3 separate regions of the Mus musculus genome follow, and regions 1 and 3 are each linked to region 2. A link is a contact called in public Hi-C and HiChIP or PLAC-seq data. All regions are on one chromosome and are shown on one strand. Each heading gives the region's core, a stretch centred on a gene start, on an enhancer-like site or on the middle of the called end of the contact. The rest is flanking DNA. Distances are from core to core; before and after follow the strand shown. Region 1 overlaps Prkch (protein kinase C, eta). Region 2 has its middle 4.8 kb from the start of Gm8075. Region 3 has its middle 24 kb from the start of Hif1a.

Region 1 (2,700 bases), core at 148-2,647, 64 kb before region 2:
TCAAACAGAAAAGCCAGAAAAATAAAAAGGCATACAGGGCACATATAGCAAGCAGCACAGGAACCTTTTTCTATCATGCTCCATAAACTGTATTAAAGGAGAATTCAGCCATCTCTTAACATTTCAACTGCAAACCACTCAGCCCTATGTTACACACTTGCTTTGATGTCTCTAACCAAGTATGGAATGTATTTGTGATTTATTGGGTAAAGAGGAATTACAGCAATTTAGATCCTGATGCCTGCTGACCAAGTTTCACTCAAACACCGAGTATATCTCAACACCCATTCTACCATGTGAGAGCCTGATTGTATCAAGTCTTTTGCAGCCCTTGGCAGACTGCAATCAGTGTTCACTCCTAAAGGGCTGTTACTTCACTGCCCCATTTTCCAGATGTGAACCAGCCTACAGAGGCCAACAGTCAGACCTGGCATGCTGACTTCTCTTACACTCACAGAGTATGGTATTAAATTTTGACCTTTCCTGAAAATCACCTTTGATATCTCTTCAGAAAAACTTGCTTCTGCCTTGTTTGTCTTTTTTTTTTTTTTTTTTAGCTCATAAGACTGTGGACATCTGTCCCAGGACAAGCACTCTAACAGAGCTTGCTATTCCCAACTCGTTCTTAAACTTACAGTTCAGTGAGGTTAACTCTATCCCTATAGGGACGGTTCTGTTAAACTAGACCCTGAATACAGCAGCTGACTCTCTGTGAAGATAAACTTCTCACACATTGCTTACCTCTTTTCTCAAGAGCAGGATCAGGGGTATTGGGGCCTGGTTGGTTCAGATACTTATGTGGTCTGAACTTAGTTGGGTGTGGCTTTGCTTAGCAAACCCTTGGTGAGATCACTCTGAGGAACGTTGCTTCCTTGGCTAGAGATTCACTAGGAATTTGCTTGCAAATCAGTTCTGTGTTGGATCTATGGCAGATGTTTCATGCCTGAGTCATTCTGCTCTGCAGTTCTCCCCTTCTGGAAAACTGGGTCAATGTCTCTGGTTCCCATCTCCCCGGCCTCCCTTTCTCCTCGCCATCTTTTATGAGCCAACTTGCGAACTCCCCAGATAATCTCTCATTTGAGCCCGGAGTTTTGTAGTCTTACCTCACCTGTTTTAGGCTGCATTTCCATATTTGCATTTTTCCTCTGTGTTCAATCAGAAGAATCTCTTTGAAGAAAGGTGAGAGTCAAACTCAGTAGCCCTGTTAATTAACACTTTCTCTTCCAATGGCATCATTCTTTCCACTGAGAAGCAGTTTCGTTCCTTCTTCACTTGCTACACAGCAAGGATGGCCACCTGTTGCCATCTGTCATTCAGAAAGGACCAGACACAGAGGTGCTCAGAGTGTGAGTAACTTCCATGGGAAATTTTGGCTCTGAGCTCTCCCCAGAACTTTTTAGTCATAAGCCTGACTCCCTTCTTGCCCGACTTTGCTCATTCAGAGACTACTCCTCCATTGTCACCAGACAGTGACCAACGTTCCGTATTCTTTTTCCAAAAATGTATGGAGAACTCACGGTTTCCAGCTAAGTGGACTTACCTGACATACTGCCTCTACTCAGTCTCCCCTTTCCCACAAGAAAACACTTGGCCTTTTCACTTCCCCTGAGCAACCCTTAGAGACCACTTTGTGTTCAGTAACCATCGTCTCATAGCCAAGGACAGACGTAAGGTTGAACAAAACCAATAATATTCCCTGGTGGAGGACACAGTACAGTGATGGAGGCAGTTGTCAATCAAGTCTGTCCAATGCCGGGATGCAGGGAAATGCAGTGTCCTGGTTGAGAATTTCCCCAGGGCGAAGGGTCTGGCTAGGGAGAGATGGAAGATCTTCTTAGGAAGTAACTCTTAGGCTCACGTCACTAGTGAGGAAGAAGAAAAGTATCTTTTAGGCTGAAAGAACAGCAACTGTAGATGCCCAGTATCAGGAAGAGTGGTGAGTTCTAAGGCTTTTAAGGGATGTGTAGTTGGAACCAGTGAGGCATATTTTCTCACAGTTAGCACTCCATTATCCCAGAGTCATCTGATGACTTTAAAATTTTATTAGACGTACCTCATAAATAGTTTATTTAAGAGTTAGGTAAGCTGGTCATGTTGCCAATCCCTGGAGGAACCAACCAGTCACTGTGTGTTTCTTGCATCCAGGACACCCAACAATAGGATTTTTACACCCCAAAGATTACCTAAGGCCAGCTTTGTTTTTACAGGTGAGGAAACTCAGGTCTCAAACATGCAACCAGCAAATTGCTTCACACAGCAGAGGCTCTGTCAGGATGGGTTGTCTGCAGTTTGTAGTCCCATGTCCAGAAACTGAAAATAGGATTAATTTTTAACTTCCTGCTCATTGATGAGTTAATCAGGTGTTCTGAGGCATCCATTGGGGCTCCATTTCATCAAGGGAAAATCTAGTCACAGCAAGAGCAGGTCAGGAACACAGTGTGCCACGCACCGTGTGAGAAGGGTTAGCTCTGCAATGAGTGTGGTAGGGTCCTCTCCTTGGTGGCTTTGTCTGTAGGATGAGATAGACAATCCACAGACCACTAATAGCAGGTAGAGCCCAAAACTGGAGCATGCCCAGTATGTCAGTTCCATTTCATATTACACTCTCAAAATACCTCACAAAAAGAACTCAGAGAGGGGAAGAATTTGTCTAGTTCATGGTTAGCTTTTGACCGTCATGGTGGAGGAGGCACGATGGAA
Region 2 (2,704 bases), core at 167-2,666:
AGCATGACTAAGGAATTAATTTTATAAGTAGGGTGTTTTTTAGAAGTTTCATTTCTTTTTTTAAAAAAAAAAAGTGTGTGTGTGTGTATACCATATCTCCCTCGGGTGTAAAAGTCAGAGGGCATCTTTCAGGGATCTGTTGTCTCCTTATACCATGTGGACAACAGTATCGAACTCAGGTCTTCAGGATTGAAAACAAGCACCTTTACCCAATGAGTCTTCTTGACATCTCCCAAAGTAGGGCCTCTTAGCTTAGGATTTCTCTGGCTGAAGATACCAAAAGCATCAATCAAGGACAGGAGAGGGAGGGAGGGAAAGAAGGAGAGGGAGAGAGAGAGGAGAAAGAGAGATGAAAGAGGTCATTTTCCACTTTATAGTAGAGTAGTGTAGAGTCCAAGTAATGTGTCTAAGAGCAGGCCCCTATCTCTTGCTTTATTCCCAGAATCCTCCACTCCCATTAGCTTTTTATTTTGCTAGGAAATAATAATGTACCTAGAACCAGGAACTGTGGTGTAGCCTACTTGTCTAGCATGAACAAAGACCTTGGGTTCGATCCCTAGCACTGTATAAAACTGGCTGTTAAAATGCATGCCTAGAATCCCAGCCCTGCAGGAGTGGAGGCAGGATGGTCAGAAGTTCAAGAGCATCTTTGACCACATAGTCAGCTCAAGGCTAACCTGGGCTACTTGAGACCATGTCTCAAAAACAAAAGCATCTTAGAACTGCTTTTATGAGTCTGTTTTTTTTTTTCAATGTTCATTTTTTATGGGGTAGGGCATCATTGAACGGGAAAAATCTGGCATTTGTCCTTGCTCCCCTGCACATTTCTCACTGTCTTCCATGAGGTTTTCCATTCTAAATGAAAACCACTATCCTACAGAGACAGCATACTCTCTGCACGGAGACACACAGATACCTAGATAAAACACAGGCACTTCCAAACCAGTGCCATAGCTCCGAGAAGGTCAGGTATAGGTCACAGCAGCTTTCTGTGTCAGTCAAGAGTCAAGGCAGAGTAGGAACATAAAAAGCATCTTAGTGACACGTGGGGCTTGCTCCTTTCTCAGCCAACCCTCCTGTTAGGGGAATCTGCGAAAGCCTGTGTTTCCCAGCTGACTTAATGCCACATACCGCTTCCTTATGACTCTTGTGGCCTGCCCAACAACCCCCTGGCCCTGGCTGATGACATGCAGAGGCTCAGAAAGAGATGAACTCCTGCTTCCAAGAGGGATCTAAAGGCATGCTGGGAACATTGTGTCTGGAATCCTGTGCTCAGCTGCTCAGGAATGCTGGTTTGGGCAACTTTCTGGTTTGACTTACAGGAAGGGCCGATGGGGACCAGCAGGAATGTTGTAACAGCTCACATCACCTTGGAAAAATACTCTTCAGTGCAGCCCGGCATTGTAAGTCCAGGAAGCAGCTGCTGATGAATCAGCAGCCTCCTCTTTCTTGTGGCTTCAGGAAGTGTGTCCACCGCCTCACCCATCTCCTCTCCAGGGAGAGTTCCCTGTGCCAGCCACGTACAGGCTTTACTGGAAGGGATGCAGAGAGGACTCCTTGCAGATATTCTAAGTACACAAGGGAGTAGATAAGGGCTGGGGAGGAGGGGCCTCTAGGCCCCAGGCTCTACCTGGGGCTCTTGGAAATATTTTCCAGCTTTTAGTATAGAAAATCATGTGGCTGGTAACTCTCTTGTCTGGAGTTCAAAACAGTAAAAGTAGGTGGAAATCTCCACGGATGGGACGGCAACGTCGGCGCTTGGTTCACTGCGACTCCACCCTGTACCTGCAGAGCCAGAAAGATCTGAGGAGCTTGTAGGTTAATCTCGTGATGAGGCAGCCGTTTGTGCTCCCCTGGAACTGCTGGTCTGCTCTACCTGTCCTGCTGCAGTCTGAACAGGGGACATAAAGACAAAGAGTGCGAGCTGAGGGACTGACTCTGACTTCCTCATAATGCCAACTCCAAAGAAGTCCCTGCAAGCGCTAACTTTGGCCTCGGTTATGGGCCAGAGCCCACGTTTTATATATGTTATGAGGAAACATCTAAGAAGTCCAAGGTCTGAGGAGAGAGATGGAACAAACCTCGGAGGCTTAAAAGTTTTTCAGACTGCTCCCCTCATAGAGTAGGAAGCAAAGAGCCCATGAGGCAAGTGACTTGGCAGGGGTGCATGCGCAGAGACGATGCCGCTGCCTTCCCGAGTCTCCCTCTGATTTCCTGGCTCAGCTCGTGGAGCTTAGGAGAAAGTCGGGATTCTGTCAAGTCCACAGCCTGACTGGGAGAGGGGGTTTCTCAAACCTTAGATGCCAACCCAATTGCTTGGCGGGGTAGGCAAGCACAGATTTGAGGAGACAGAGAACCCCTGAAAAGACGACACCAGTGTCTCCTTAACCAGCTGTTCTCAACCTGTGGATTGTGACCCCTTTGGGGTCGACCGATCCTTTTGCAGGGGTCACCTAAGACCACCAGAAAACACAGATATTATGATTCTTAAGAGTAGCAAAATGACAGATATGAAGTATCAGTAAAGATACTTTTATGGCTGGGGCTCATCACGGCAGGAGGAACTGTATTAAAGGGTCACAGAGTTAGGAAGGTTGAGAACCACTGCCCTTAACCTTTTCCTCTCCCCAGCCTGCCTGTGCTCACTACACATCCTCATCCACTTTTGGTTGTTGAGATGTGGCCCACCCGGCATCCCTCATCA
Region 3 (2,700 bases), core at 65-2,564, 93 kb after region 2:
TCCATGGATGTCATTGCATACCCTTGTACTTTCCCCTCTCTACACCATCCCTCTGTCACCCCTCCCTAGTTACTCTGTCCTCTATATCAAGAACGATCTCGGTTTGTGAAATATTCCTCTCCCTTGGACTCCTTTCATGTCCACTTTTCCTACATTTTGTGCCAAAATATCTCATTACAAGTGTTTGAATATTTGCTTTAAAAGTCATTTGCTGGTGGCTCATTGTGTGCATGCAGAAGTGAAAACCTGGAGTGGGTCCAAGTGGCTTTCAGTGGGAGATTAGCTAAATAAATTATGTTGGCTTTATGAAATGGAATACCTTAATACAACCATGCAACACACATCTGCTTCTTGTCATGAAGACTATTTGTGGCACTTTTTTTTTTTTTACTTTTAAAAAGTAGATTACAGGAGGCTGGAGAGATGGTTCAGCAGTTGAGAGCACTGGCTGCTCTTCCAGAGGACCCAGAGGACATAGGTTCAATTCCCAGCACCACCATAACAGTTCATAGCTGTCTGTAACTCCCAGTTCAGGCAATCTGACACCATCACATAGACGTGTCATACAGTCAAAACAACGATGTACATAAAATCAAAATAAATATTTTTTTAAAAATGTGTTATATACAGTATGTCTAATACAAATGCCCTTTTAAGTATATATTTTTTTACAGAAATTAAGAAGGATTTGTTCCAACTCACCAGGAAGGATAGCCTCCACAGAGTGAAGCTAGCAATTCCTTAATTTAATTCCTCTTTCCTTTCATGTCTGTTTTTAGTTTGTTGACAGATCATGTAGGCTCACATTGTAAGAAGAGCATTTCTAAAATATAGCAATATGTGTCCCTGATACTCAAAGTAGGGTCTCGGGGACATACTTTTCTCTACTCTCTCATGACTGCCCCCACTTTCTGAAGTAGGAAACAGAAGAAAATCTCAGTCATGAGAGGACAGGAGATACACAGCAGCTTCGTTGGCTTCTTTTAGTCCCTCTCCACCACAGAGTCTGTGCCTAACACATATGCAGCCCTTGGAGACCACTGTGACTCCTTCCCTGGTGACAAATCGAAACACATCATCTATTATCTCCCGGGGTCACACACCTGACTCTGCTCTGGGCCACGGCCAGCATCTACACTTCACTGTGCCCTGTCCCCACTGCCTGATTTATTCAACCACAGCCCAGATGGCAATATAGGTCCCAGTTTAGGCTATCACAGAAGATCATGGCCAGGGCAATTCATTGTATACCCAGGACAAGGGTATTCAGGGTGATGGTTAACCCGTTTAAACAAACATACCAGCTACAGTTCACTTCGTAAGGTCCTCCACGTGTGAAGTTGTATAAACAAGTGTGGTAACTTCTCATTATTCTTATCTGCTCAGTAAATGACTTAACAACCAAGGAGACTTATTGCTGTTCATTTGTTTTTACTTATAACAACCTCGGAGGTAATAAAACTGCACATGTTAATGAGTATTCAATGATTCAGACCAGGCACTCCTAACATTGATTAAGCTCAGTTTTACAACTAAAAATGTATCCACCAATCAATGACGCCTAAAAACAGTGCACGGGGTTTATACATTGACTTCTGGATAAACAGTATTGATCACCTACCATGTGCCAAGTGCTAAGTGAACTCTGATGAAATGGGTAGGGAAGACTGTTTACATACTCCAAGGCCTCTCCAGCTGTTGGAGGCTACAGACAATAGAAGACATTGTCCTGGGAAGAAGTAAGCATTGTGACCGTAGCAACTCCTGCTCTCTGCGGATTGATAACTCTCAGCTCCTAACTTTCTTCCCATTCTCAGCTAATTTCAGAATAATTCCACTTTCCATGTTCCTCAGTAAAACAGGAGAAACTCCGAGTATTTAAAACAGCGTTTATAGCCTGGAGAGATACCTTACCTGGTAAAGAGCCCGTTGTGAAAACTTGAAAACCTGAGATTAGGTCCCCAGAACACATATTACAAAGCTGGGCATAGTGGTGCATGCCGGTAATCTCCACAATGGGAAAGTGGAGAGCCTGGAGTTCCTTGGACATGGAGGCTAGCTGAACTGCTGGACTCTCAGTGAGAGACCCTATCTCAAAAAATAAGAGAGAGGACGATCAAGGAAGATATCCAACTGGGACCTCTGGCCTCCACATGCAGGGGCATATACACACATGTCCACGCACACACACACACACACACACACACACACACACACACACACACACACACACACACTTAATACACAGTATAAAATAATATGGCAAAACCAAGGCGTCAAATGATGCACAAGGGAGAGAAGAGCTAAAAGTCTAAACAGGAATTAACAAGGAGCCCTCACTCCATCCCCAGCAGGAAGTCAGCAACACCCCAAGAGTGCAGGGACAGAAAAGCAGAGTCCCTGTCCCTAGACCACAAGAGCAGGAGTTCCTGGAGGAGCCTAAAGGAAGACCGACCGCTGGGAGAGAGCTGGGGCGAGTGGCAGAAGAGCATGCAGAGCTCCAGACGATGCCCGAGGTACAAAGGGAGGAGTTGTGTAGGTTTTCCCGTCCTTCTGTCCTCTGATCCCTTGCCAGGACACCTCACTGCCAACTGACATGAGAACTTGAGAATTGGAGCTAGGAAGTGATTCCCGGTGACACCTACGAGGAGCAGAGAAAAAAACAGGAAAGATCGTCTGCGTCCAAGCCGGCCGCGCCAT

What was found. A called contact is a pair of places that touch in the nucleus more often than the background predicts. HiChIP or PLAC-seq counts read pairs in DNA pulled down with a chosen protein or histone mark.
Region 1: a Hi-C map of myocytes shows a contact between it and region 2, with 2.3 times the contacts expected there. The contact joins two enhancer-like sites. A contact is called at or near these places in 1 of 39 promoter capture datasets (the 3T3-L1 cell line), 30 of 484 Hi-C or Micro-C datasets (the C2C12 cell line, the G1E-ER4 cell line, MC3T3-E1-derived osteoblasts and 23 more) and 6 of 115 datasets of contacts at active chromatin or transcription factors (CD8 T cells, the HPC-7 cell line, embryonic fibroblasts and 3 more).
Region 3: a contact with region 2 is called in an HNF4G HiChIP or PLAC-seq map of pancreatic cancer cells. The contact joins two enhancer-like sites. A contact is called at or near these places in 2 of 39 promoter capture datasets (neutrophils and second pharyngeal arch cranial neural crest), 14 of 484 Hi-C or Micro-C datasets (the C2C12 cell line, the HPC-7 cell line, bone marrow-derived dendritic cells and 10 more), 4 of 115 datasets of contacts at active chromatin or transcription factors (CD8 T cells, bone marrow-derived dendritic cells, fibro-adipogenic progenitors and 1 more) and 3 of 9 other capture datasets (adipose tissue, liver and pancreatic islet).

The regions. Positions count from the first base shown.
Region 1 is chr12:73,725,109-73,727,808 of GRCm38.p6, forward strand. All of the region lies in intron 10 of Prkch (protein kinase C, eta), which reads left to right. Among named protein-coding and RNA genes, the nearest start is that of Gm34189, 56 kb to the right of the region's middle. Within about 2 kb of position 1,398, at least 37 of the 459 cell types and tissues checked have an H3K27ac peak or open chromatin away from gene starts, as enhancers often do. A contact at or near this core is called in the C2C12 cell line, adipose-derived mesenchymal stem cells, granulosa cells and 1 more, where this site is marked.
Region 2 is chr12:73,789,450-73,792,153 of GRCm38.p6, forward strand. No RefSeq gene overlaps it. Among named protein-coding and RNA genes, the nearest start is that of Gm8075, 4.8 kb to the right of the region's middle. Within about 2 kb of position 1,417, at least 107 of the 459 cell types and tissues checked have an H3K27ac peak or open chromatin away from gene starts, as enhancers often do. A contact at or near this core is called in the C2C12 cell line, adipose-derived mesenchymal stem cells, granulosa cells and 2 more, where this site is marked.
Region 3 is chr12:73,882,622-73,885,321 of GRCm38.p6, forward strand. No RefSeq gene overlaps it. Among named protein-coding and RNA genes, the nearest start is that of Hif1a, 24 kb to the right of the region's middle. Within about 2 kb of position 1,315, at least 25 of the 459 cell types and tissues checked have an H3K27ac peak or open chromatin away from gene starts, as enhancers often do. A contact at or near this core is called in pancreatic cancer cells, where this site is marked.